Regions from separate parts of the Mus musculus genome. Here region 2 is linked to region 1. A link is a contact called in public Hi-C data. All regions are on one chromosome and are shown on one strand. The core of a region is the stretch at or near the end of the contact, and the rest is flanking DNA. Distances in the headings are between cores, read along the strand shown. Region 1 overlaps Gm41323 (a long non-coding RNA gene). Region 2 overlaps Ext1 (exostosin glycosyltransferase 1).

Region 1 (6,208 bases), core at 3,616-6,115:
GAATTATCAGCAGGAGGTGGATTAACTGTGTAGAGGTTAAGAAGTAGCCCAGTCATTGAGCTGATTAAGGCATATCAAAACATAAAGGCTGTGTGTGTGTGTCTTTCATTCAGGAACCCAGAACATTGGGGTGGATAGTAAGGGATGTGCTGCTGGGATTTATTAAATTACTACTAGTACCGCCACCACCACCACCACCACTCCTCCTCCTCCTCCTCCTCTTCTTCTTCTTCCTCTTCCTCTTCCTTCCTCTTCCTCTCCCTCTCCCTCCTCCTCCTCCTCCTCCTCCTCCTCTTCTTCTTCTTCTATATCTATCTATCTATCTATCTATCTATCTATCTATCTATCTATCATCTATCTATCTATCTATCTATCTATCTATCTATCTATCACAGACACACACACACACACATACCCACACACAGACAGATGCACACAGGCACAGGCACGCTTACATGCACACACATATTCACATATGCACATAGGAACACATGCACTCATGCTCACATAAGCCAGTATCATTTGGGTAGAGTCAATGATCAAGGTGTCAGGGATTATCAAAACTCCAGGGTTGGAAGAACTCAGATGTTTGGTGCCAGATATATCAGAAACATCTAAAATTAGACCTGGGTTTTCTTTCCTCTCAGCACACTTCTTTCTTAGTTAGGATTTCTATGGCTGTGATAGAACACAATACCCAGAGGTAACCTGGGGAGGGAAGGAGACATTTCAGCTTATAATTTTCAGGTCACAATCAATCACTGAAAGGATCATGAGACAGAAACTTGGAGACAGAATGAAGGCAGAAGACACAGAGGATCACTGCTTAAAAACTTATTCTCCATGTCTTGTGTAGTCTGCCTTCTTATATCACCCAAGATCAAGGGTACTACCGTCCCTAGTGACCTATGACGTCCCAGATCAACAATTAATCAAGAAAATGCTATACAGACTTCCCCAATATGGAGGCATTTTCTCAATTATGATTCCCTCTTCTCAGATCACTCTAGCACGTATCAAGTTGGAAAGACAAAACAAAACGAAACAAACAAAACAAAACATACACAAAAATCCCAACTAGGACACTTTTCAAAAAACCATGCATCTCCTTTCTTCTGTTCATATTTGTGCTACTATCACACCCCTTGAACCAACCTATTCACATCATGAGAAGACTAAAAGACATGAAATTATTTTCTAGACTGAGGAGCCCAATACTCATGTGGTAAGATATTTACAAAGTGACCCATAACCTGAGAGGCATGTCAAAATGCAAATCAGCTGTATGGCTCCATGGGACTAATTACTCCTTTCCCCCCAGAGTCCATGGCTCTCAGTAGAGCAACCATGCTAACATCACCATGTCACCCTGAAATGGACACTTTCTCTTATTTCAGCAAGTGGATAATGGAACTCTATCCTAGGGGGGAGAAAATCTTCTTTAGGTAACTCCAGGGTCTTCAGACCAAGTATGATACTCTTTAGACTCAGCAAGATATTAATGAATATGCTTGGAGAGGGCAGATAGCCTTCAAACATGATCTTTATACACTAGTGCTGTCTTCTAATGAGTCCTAGGCAGACAAGCTTGTCTCAGCCATTTTTGTTCCCTTCCTTAATTCTTTGAGGAATGATTGATTGAATATTTATTCACTGAGATGAAAATGACTGACACATTTTTACTTCCTATATTATTTTACTTTTCCAGTCCTTTGATTTGCAAGTAGAATTTCAGCTATGTCATATTGGCTCTGACTGTGGCTACTTCATGCTCAATCAAAGATGCGGTTGAAGAGCAGAGGTGCACAACAAAAAATGTAAATTGCTGTACTGTGCTCCTCCACCATCAAACATCCTTTGTTAACATTCTCATTTTCCATTAAATGAGCTATTGTTGCTACAAGTCAGTGGCTCCACTACAGAATTTGTAGCACAATAAACAAAGTGCAAAATGTATGTAATGAGGACTGCCTCTAATTTCCCTTAATTGCACATTGAGTTACAGCCAGCACGACCCTGACACCAACATTACTTCCTCAATACACAGCCTTGATGTACAGCAAATTTTTCTTCCATGACAGGTTTATTTCTTTGTTGAAGAATAGTTTAAGAGATATTTCATTGTGTGTTGCAACGATGTAATTGGGCTCTGGCTGGTTTATTCACTTAATAGGTACGGTAATAATTATATGTCACTTTTTAGTATATGGGCTCCTCATTCCTTTCCAGGTTGATTGCTTTATCTAGGAGCCATCGAATAGAGCTGCTCTAAAATGACATCTGTGAGAAGATGAGTTGTAGATTTATTTCTCTATCTAGGCTCCAGGCTCTGGCTTGTTCAGAGAAAAATGGTAGCTTCCTATCAAATAAGCTGAAATAAAAAGAAAGGGGGTGACATCTGCAGATAGAAATTGTTTCACTTAATATTTAACATGCATTTCTCTTGAAAAGTTTGGAGGGAACCACAGGAGCATCTCTCGAGGTATTAACCACTTACTGACCAATTACCGCACACAAAAGGAATGATGTACATTGGATTATATCCCAGGAAAGGCATTTGCAGTGCCTGGTGATTGAATTTATAACAGATCATTTCATTCAAAATTAGTTCTTATTTTATGTTTTGTCCCCTCAGCCATGGTACCAATGGATAATTCATTTAGAATAACTTTTTATTCTATTTTCAGTGTCTCCCTTTTCTTTCCTAACTCTGTTGAGTCCAAAGTGTCTTTATCATAAAATTCAGAAGTGCTAACATCAGTATTGAGGGTGGGTAAATCCAAGAGTAGAGATACTTAGTAGTAAAGCCTGGCTATAGCACATTAAAACTCAAAGAATGCATTTCCAGAAGTGGTCATATTTGAAGGATCGCTATATAGAGAGACAGCAAGCTGGCCTTGGTTAGACCAGCAACATTGCTGACAACTTACATGACTTTCCTAGTGAATGTGAATGGTCCAGACTCTCAGTGGTGGCAGCATTAGCAGCAGAGCCTTAATCAGACCAAAGCTTTCATTGTGCTGCCTCCAGTGAGTATCAGTGACAAGAGTGACATTGATGCTGAGGGTCATAACTCCAGCAAACCAGAGAAGATGCAGAGGAAGGAAGCTGAAGCACTGTGGCCTCTAATTAAAGTAGGAGGATAACGGAAAAAACCTACTGTGCACCATCAATGGATGAAGCTCTGGGTATAAGGTGGGAGGAGTTTATAGGATATAGGATGTTATCTATAAATTTTTTTTGTTAAATGCAATTAGCACAGGCAACACAGTTAATACAGAGTTTATAATACATTAAAATTTACTTGATTTTTGTTAATAATATATATATATATATATATATATATATATATATATATATATATTTCTCTCTCTTAAGTATGTAGGCTCAAGTGCCAAACTATGATCTGTGGTTGATTAATACTGATACCACGTTTTGACTATTTTGGTGTGAGCACAGCCTTTAACAGCTAAGCCATATCTGTAGCAGTAGACAGTATCTTTTATGCTACAACTTCATTTCTTATGAAATAAATTGTGTCCCCTAAGTTTATTTTTCTTTTGAGGTGCTAACCTCCAGTGTGACTTATCTTCTTAAAGATACATTTCTATGGAAGTAATTAAGTTTAAATTAGGACAAAGAGGCCAGGTTTTAATAAGATAGAAAATGTGACTTTATGAAATAAGAAATGGATAAGCAGATTCTCACTCTTTTTGAGCACACAGAGAAGGGCCAGGTAAGGACAGAGAAAGAATGTTCCAGCAGAAGCAAACCCTCATAGAACCTTGGCATTAAATTAATGTTTGGAAACCCAGAGCTCAGAGAATATAAATTTTGACTGATCCACTCAGTCTGTGGTATTCTATGATGGCAACCAAAGCAAAGTAATAAATATATCCAAACAAGCAAACATTTGAGCAGTGTCTCAATCTTCTTATAGTTTCACTCATTTATTTTCTATGACTTTTTCCTGTAATTTTCTACCATGCTGGTAGAGAAACCACTTATTCTTGTCAGAACAAGAAATTCACACTTCTTGGTATAAAACGCAGTGTTTCTGTACTGACTTACTATACATTCCCAAGATGGGAGCTGGGTGAAAGGGGAACTCATAGTTAGGATACATATGAGGTTATGGGGTCCATCTGGTCTTTTCATGGATCACACACTGTCATTACTGTTGAGTCCTGTCTACAGCAGGGGATTTTACTTGCACATTATATTGGGACCAGGCAATGTCTCTGTGGTGGATTTGAGTCTTGCTGTGGCCATCCCCAGGGCTTCTCGTCTTTGAGGATGGCTTTGTCTTTTTCCAATTACATGGCTTGTAGACACATTAAAACCTCCCCCTGATCATAGGAAATGGGGCAAAGAATGGTGGGGGAGAACAGTATCTCTGGTCCTCCCAGCTGGGATTTTCCATTCTGCCTCAATGGCAGCTTATCTTTGCTGTCATATTAAACCACATCCTCTCTATAGGTTGTCAGCTGCCTGCTTTTTTACCCACATAACCATGCCTATATTCCCCAGCGCTTACCTTAAGGGGCAAGGAAAATAGGTTCACTTGTCTGCTTTCCAGACTGTGCCCAAACGAATTCTAATAACAGAAAGAGTCTTTCAGTTCAGTTCTTGTCTTTTCTCACTATAAAGGTAAGGAAACTGGACTTAAAATAAAATAAACACCTGGCAAAATGGTCCATAGACACTTGAGTTTAGCCTATGGACCCACAAAATGAGTCTGTGTTTTACAGCTCAAAGCCATGCAATGATTCATTTGATCTAGGCTGTTCTCACTTTACCCTGAAGTATCGAATGCCTCAAGAGTGACAGGAAACAAGCTGTAATTAAGGGTGGAAAAGACAGCCATGGATGACCTATTTTCAAAGATACTTTGTTACACTTGTGTTTAGTCAACCTTTCCTCCCGCCCACTCCTCTCAATGCGCCTATCTGTCTCGGTATTCATATTTCCTAGCAAAGGAACTGAGTTCTCTCTAGATTCTGTTTGTTCTTCCTTTCTTTATACATTTATTCAAGGTATCTTAATATTATACACTCTAACTCTCCCCTCCAACTCCCCTCAGGATTCCTCCCATTACACTTCCCTTCCAACTTCATATCTTCCAATTTCATTTTATTTTGTATTTAACCCACTGTGTCCGGTTTATCATTGCTCACATGCATATGGGTGTGAGATGACCATTCACTGGGATGTGTGGAGCCTAGAGAAGACCACGCCTTCATGGAGGAGTGACTCTTCCTTCCCCACCAGCCATTGACTGCTCTGCCATTTACTTCTCAGCTACAATGGAGGTCCTAGGCACTCCTTCCCATACATTCAGGAGTTTTAAAGTAGTTTGAACTTATTCAGGTCTTGTGCAGGCATGCACAGTTAATGTGACTTCTTATGTACAAAAGTTCTGTTGTGTAGTGTGTCCTAATTTCCTTTGGTCCACTATTTCTTCAAATTCTCTTTCCTCCCCATGGTATAGCTGTCTACATGCAGTTCTAAGCATCACCTACCCCCCTCCACCAACACATACTTTTCAAGGGAGGACTTACTTAGTCTTTGACAGAATAAATGCCAAGAAATGATGTTAGAGTTGCTTCTTGTAATCATATTTTCTGCACCTGGTAATGTCTGCACATCATTTTTGGACAGATAAAGATATTGAACCTCCAAGTCTTCAGTTGTGATTAGCCTTAGAATCTCTTCCTCACTGCATGGGATCACTAGAGGGATTGTGCAGAGAAATCCTATTACTGGCTTAATCCCATGTCCAATAGTGCAGAGGATGTAGGGAGTACCAGTGATCAAGGAGGAGGTCTGCATGTGAGTGACAGGTCTCCCCCAGCATCTCTGCCTTCTAGTGCCACATCAATTATAAAGTAGTAGAGCATTCTCCAGAGTTTCAAAGAAGCCAACAGCATAGCAGGAGGGACTGATGGTGAAGAAGGGTCTTAGTTGGAGCAAAGAAGGCACAGAAATCTAGGACCTTTGGATAAGAGGCATTGGATACCAGCAGGAAATCACAAAGATGGACAGAGCCACATAGGATAAACTGTGTTTACTGGGAACAACCTTAAAAGAGCAGATAAGACAGAGGCCAGTGGCCAAAGGCCAAGCAGATTAAGGTGGCTTGGCTGCAAACCAGCAAGGGTTGGAAGCTAGGGCATTACATGAAATTCCTCTCTCTTGGCTTGTTTGC
Region 2 (5,721 bases), core at 1,874-4,373, 300 kb before region 1:
CTCGCCACCTCAGCACTCCAGTTTTGGTGACAAATGTATTTTTCTCTTGGGAACAAGATGGCCTGGCTGTAGCTATTGCATCAAGGCATAGCTCGTCCAGAGAGGCTTCCATGATGGGTCCTGTGGTATGAATATATATATGTGCAGGTAGTTGGCTGGGAAGACCGCCTGTGAGTTGAACTGGTTAAGGTTCAAAATAAGAAAAGAATCTATAAATCTTGAGGCGCTCTAAAGAATATGAAAGGGACCTTCCTGGAACCCAAATCCTCTTGACAAAGTTGCTCATTGGAGAGAACAGTGCCATGAATGGCTGGACCATCAGAACATTCTGTGAGTGGGAGCTGGTGGGAGCCAGACATTATACCACCAGCAGTCTCCTAATGGAGAACAGATTGTTCTAGATTGTTCTAGAAAGGAGGAAGAAAACCAGCAATGGATACTGAAGGAACCATCAAGGTACTCAGCCACACCTGTTTCTTCCCTAGTACACGAGAATACTAACATTGCTTAATGTGATTATCATGAAAATCTAGTGACTGAATGGTATAAAGACAGGGCCAGGCCCCAGAATAAGCATTCAGTAAATGGCAGGTCCTGCTGTGAGATTGAAAGTCTTATATTCCATCAGTTTTATATATAAAAAAATTAAATTGAACAGCTGCAAGAATGATTCATAATTCACTGTAATCAAACCTGGGGCAAAGGTGGCTGGCATTCACTGCTGATAAGTTGGGCCTGGTCATCTGGCACCCTGAACCATATGCACTTGAAACTTTCGGATGACCCAGTCACCAGGAGTGTGGTCAGGGAGATAAGAGATAGGTAGGGTGGAGGAAGCAGAGTAATTAAGAGCTCACATAGGGCTCTGTTAAGACTGTAGTCCGTGAGGTTTAGAGTCCAGCAGAAGAACACTCACAGTTGTGCATCCTGGCAACTTTCCTCTGCCACCCGGGGGTCAGCGTTTGGTGGGGGGGGTGGTTGTTGTCTGTTCTTACTGCAGGAAAGCAATGTACCACAACTCTGGCTACAAGGAAAGAGGCTGAAGTTGTGTCTGAAGTGTGTGTCTATGTGCATACATTAATGGCTAAGCATCCAACTAGGTGAGAGTCTAACAAAGATGATAGTCTGCACATCCCCGGAAGCCCTGAGAAACCAAACATAGATTATTATTTGGGACACAGTGTAGAAAGTGGGTGAAGAGTAGAAAGGTGAAGTAATTAAGATAATTAGCACATATAGCCTTGCCAGTAGTGAAACATAGTAAGTATTTGGTTTTCTTTTCTTTCTTTTCTCTTCTTTTTCCTTCTTTTTTTTTTTTTTTTGATTGTATTGTTCAGATTTTGCTAAATATGGCTTGCACTATGTCAGCCAATGAGTAACTTTATAAAATGGATGACGCGCTTCAGTACAAATGTCTGTTTTCTGTTTTTATATCACTTAAGATAATGAAGAGCTGAGGAGAACAGGAGCATAGAGGCTTGATTAAGAGTTGGAGAGGTGGGGTGGTCAGGTGTGGCTGAGGATGGAAGCCAGGGGCTCAGACATACTGAACAACTACTCTCCTGTGAGCTAAATTTTCATCCCTTTTGATTTTATCATTTATATATTATCTTCTTTTGGAGGTCAGAGTCTCCGGTGTCCAAGGCAAATACTAAACTCATTATGAGATGACAGTGAACCTCTGGAATGCTGGATTATAGGTGCACACTACCATGTCTGGTTTTATGTAATGCTGGAGCGCAAACTCTGGCATTGGTGCATACGAGTCATGCATTCTGCTAACTGAGCCATGTCCCTGGTATCTTTGTTCATTGGTTTGTTTTTATTTTGACATAGGATCTTACCCAGTTGCCCAGCATGCTTTGAACAAGAGCATCATGGCTCACTGCCTAGAATTTTAGATACCTATGTCCAGGCCTGGCCTTTAGCATCCTCCTCTTTTTTGTCTCTTTAATGTGGACCGTCCTAAAGGTATTATTAAAACACTGCCTCTGTTCCCACTTTCTGATTTTCCTGAGGGATGTGACTCCAAATAATATTGGGTTTTCCATCTAAGAGCCTGGCCTTTGTGTTTTGTTACTATTATTCTCATATTCATAGAGTGTACTCCTACCTAAATTAGGCCTAGTATGCCTTTCCCTAAATACAGACTGTTAGATTGTTTTAAATTGGATGGAAACACACATTTTGGGGGTTGGTGATATAGCTTAATGACAGAGCTTTTTTTGTTTGTTTGTTTTGTTTTGTTTTTCTTAATAATGCACAAGCCACTGGGATCCAGACAACATGACCAAAATTCCACATACTTCCTTTTAATAAATTTTCTTTTTGTGGATACATATAAATGTTGTATGGTGGGCTGTTTTCCTCCCAGCCCCAAGCAACCTGATTAGTGACTAAGACTGAAAATTTACTTATAAATACTTAGGCCATATAGCTAGGCTCATTCACTGACTAGCTAATAATTTAACATAATCTACTTACATTAATCTACATTCTGCCATGTTACTGGTCACCTCTGCGCCGGCACCACGTGTCTGTCCTCATGTTTTCCCTGGCTACTCTTCCCATGTCCAACTCTATCCTAGAATTCTTTCTGCATACCTGATGTCCTACCTTCTAGTTTAAATTTTCCTATAAGCTATAGATTTTTTTTTTAATTGACAGGTGATGCACCCATTCAATACACAAGATACTCTTTCTACATATAAAAAGCAGCAAACATCCTTGTCCTAAGCTTATAGAGAAAGGACCAGGCCTAGCCAAATGATAGTACCTGGAGCAATCCAGGTAGCTGACCTGCAGCAGTGTGCACAAGTCATGGTCCCACTGCAGCAACATTCTAGCACACCAGGGCTTAGACTCTTTCCAGACCCAAATTTCATTTCAGCCCAGCTCTTCCCCAGTGTGTTCCCACCCGACTCTTAGGTTAAGCTGTTGTAAAGCCTCAAAAGGACAATTCAGGGCCCATCAAGAGCTGGGCCCAAGACAGGTTTCTTCCTGTCCTTCCTCCTTACCTTCAGTTTTGTCCTCATATTTTGACACAGCAGAGACTCATTGTTGCAGGCGCTTAAATAAATAGGAGTTGGACTCAGCCCGTTTCCAGGAAAAATGAGAACAGCAGGTGTTATCTGATGTAATTAAAGTGTGTTGAACCCTGAACAAAGTACTCAGTGTAAATCTCTGTTAGTCCCTTACAATGAGCCAGCTTAGAATCCGTTCTATGAATTACCTGCTGGTCGGAAGGTCTGTGGCCTTTGGGAGGACGTGTTGTAAATTTTATAGCAAGCCTACTAGGAAGCTCCTTGTCAATAAGTTTAGAAGGATACTTCAAGGCTCTTTAATCTCCGTTGTCAGCCCAGTTATCTTGTCTACACATGGGCATAACTTCCTTCTCCACTTGAATTAATGTTGGACTTTTATAAAGAGACATTTTAAACTCTGAGTGCAGTTTCTCAGATGAGCTGATCTACAAAATGAGCGGTTCTTCTGCCTCTTCTTTTCCCAATGTCCATTTAGAAAGTTATGGTAAATGAAAAATCCCTTGAGCTCGGGTGTTTCCTGTCATAGTCTCGCTTAGGCATGAAAAATGCTTTATTCTTACTTCATTTTGTATTTTTCACAAATGATTCATAATCACACCTAAATGAGTAAGTTTGCAATGTTTACTTATTTTTCCTGCCTAAATTGCACATATAGACACATTGCTGATAGAGAATTACTCAGATATTATAAATAATGTCAGCTAATTCTTTAGTCCACTGTGATTTTTCTCACGTTTCCAGACGTTTCAAAAGCCTTTATTGTGTAGGCTTATGATGGACTTATTGATTGACTGCAAACAGACATTGGGTATTCAACCTAAATGCTATTTTGCCAGCTTCAACTGCCCTTTGCAGCGCGTTCTTCTTTCTCTAAAGGTGATCTCAAAGCAAGTTGCTACTGCTCTTAAGATAATAAAGACTAGGAGCGGGGGGAATGTGTGGAATCGGGTGGTTCTACAGATGCCAAGGAGACTTTAAGATGTTTGTCTCTCAAGGACAAGTTAACCTCACTCTTTCTTTTAAAGAACAAAATCGTTTTCTTTTTGTGAAGCAGAGTATTTTCTAATTTGTGAGCTTTGGAAAAAGGAAGAGGGAGGAAGCAGAGAGAGCGAGAGAGAGAGAGAGAGAGAGAGAGAGACAGAGACTGACAGACAGACAGACAGACAGAGACAGAGAGAGTCAGAGACAGAGACATTGGAAGAAGTCACAGGGCAACTTTTCGCCTTTACATGGGTTCTTGGGACTGAAAGCAAATTGTCAGGCTTGTGCAGCAAGCCCCTTTACCAACTGAGCCATCTCATTGGCCCCTGATTAACCTACTTCTTAAATTTTCATTCAGCAAAAAAAATAACATGAGATCACTAGATAACATTTAAATTCTAGGCCTATCTGCCCTGCTCGGTTCCAAGTTGGAGTGGAGTTGTCTTCCACTGGGGAATAATTTGTCTCCATTAATTGAGGACAAATGTGCATGCGTGTTTTAATTACACAGTAAATTAGGAGAATTTAAGATGCAAGAATTCAAAACCAACACCTCAAAAAATAGAAGTAGAAAAGCAGGAGAACTATCTCAGCAGAAGAATCAAGCAGGTGTCTCCAGATAAAGAAAGGGGGAAAACAACAAGGCAAAGACAAATGACTAGATTTTGCTAAACATCCTTTCAAGTAGAATGACTCTGATGTATGGCTGAAATCCTTGTAGGCTGTATGTGACAATGGGGATGGCTGTATGCCACACTCAGGGCATTACTCTTGTGTGCTTGGCTGCAGCCAGTAGCTAACTAAGACGTTAGTGGCCAATATAGAGTAAGGATTTCCTGTGTGGACCCAAACTTCACAAACTTCCATAGCATGGGTCCCCTTTGGCTCTATGCACTTTATCATCTGTGCAAAGTTTGTATGTTGTAAAGTTTTTGTGAGGGAAGGCTCCAGAATGTTCCTTATGCTTTAAAGCATCCATTCTCCTAAGTGTAGCACTTTAAGGCTGCTATTTGAGTAACAACAAGGACATTGGTTGACTTTGTTCTTTGTCATGTAGATGTAACCAGAGATACCCTTCCCCAAATGGCTATTGCTCTTTCCTTATAAGACAAGAACATTCAGACTTAATTGTGTTTTCTCCTACTTCACTGAGGATGGCATAATAATAAAGTCTTTATTCAGATATGGAGTCTTCTGGGCTGGTAAGATGCTCTGAGGATAAAGGCAAATGTCTGTAAGCCTGGGGACCTGGATTTGATCTCTGAGACTCACATGGTGGAAGGAGAGAACCAGTGCCCACCAATTGCCCCTTTATCTTCACAAGTGCAATGTGCTTTGGTGAGCACATAAATTTATATCACAAACACACGTTCATACCACACACAAGAACATACCATATCCACATCCACACCGTACACATACATACATATATACACATCCCACAATAAAAAGATACATAAAGAAATGCAATAAAAAGACAGTGCTTTCTGGCATGTTCAACCTTTTCCTAAGCCAGTCTATCCTTCTCTAGCCATATACATATTTAGGTTTCTCTTAAAAATTGCCCTGGATCTATGAGTGCTTAAGTAAGCTACTTTAAATCTCTTTTGGAAGAAATTTAGTTATAAATAAATTGCATACCTCTCCACATTGTAAAACCTGGAAGACTGGTTACAGGGGAAGGGTGCTGGATATT

The links. A called contact is a pair of places that touch in the nucleus more often than the background predicts.
Region 2: a Hi-C map of the G1E-ER4 cell line shows a contact between it and region 1, with 3 times the contacts expected there. The contact joins two enhancer-like sites. A contact is called at or near these places in 1 of 15 datasets of contacts at CTCF or cohesin (the NIH/3T3 cell line) and 1 of 484 Hi-C or Micro-C datasets (the G1E-ER4 cell line).

Annotation. Positions count from the first base shown.
Region 1 is chr15:52,898,253-52,904,460 of GRCm38.p6, reverse strand. All of the region lies in intron 3 of Gm41323 (a long non-coding RNA gene), which reads left to right. Among named protein-coding and RNA genes, the nearest start is that of Gm41323, 32 kb to the left of the region's middle. Within about 2 kb of position 4,865, at least 17 of the 459 cell types and tissues checked have an H3K27ac peak or open chromatin away from gene starts, as enhancers often do. A contact at or near this core is called in the G1E-ER4 cell line, where this site is marked.
Region 2 is chr15:53,197,568-53,203,288 of GRCm38.p6, reverse strand. The region is part of intron 1 of Ext1 (exostosin glycosyltransferase 1); the gene reads left to right. Among named protein-coding and RNA genes, the nearest start is that of Ext1, 150 kb to the left of the region's middle. Within about 2 kb of position 3,123, at least 19 of the 459 cell types and tissues checked have an H3K27ac peak or open chromatin away from gene starts, as enhancers often do. A contact at or near this core is called in the G1E-ER4 cell line, where this site is marked.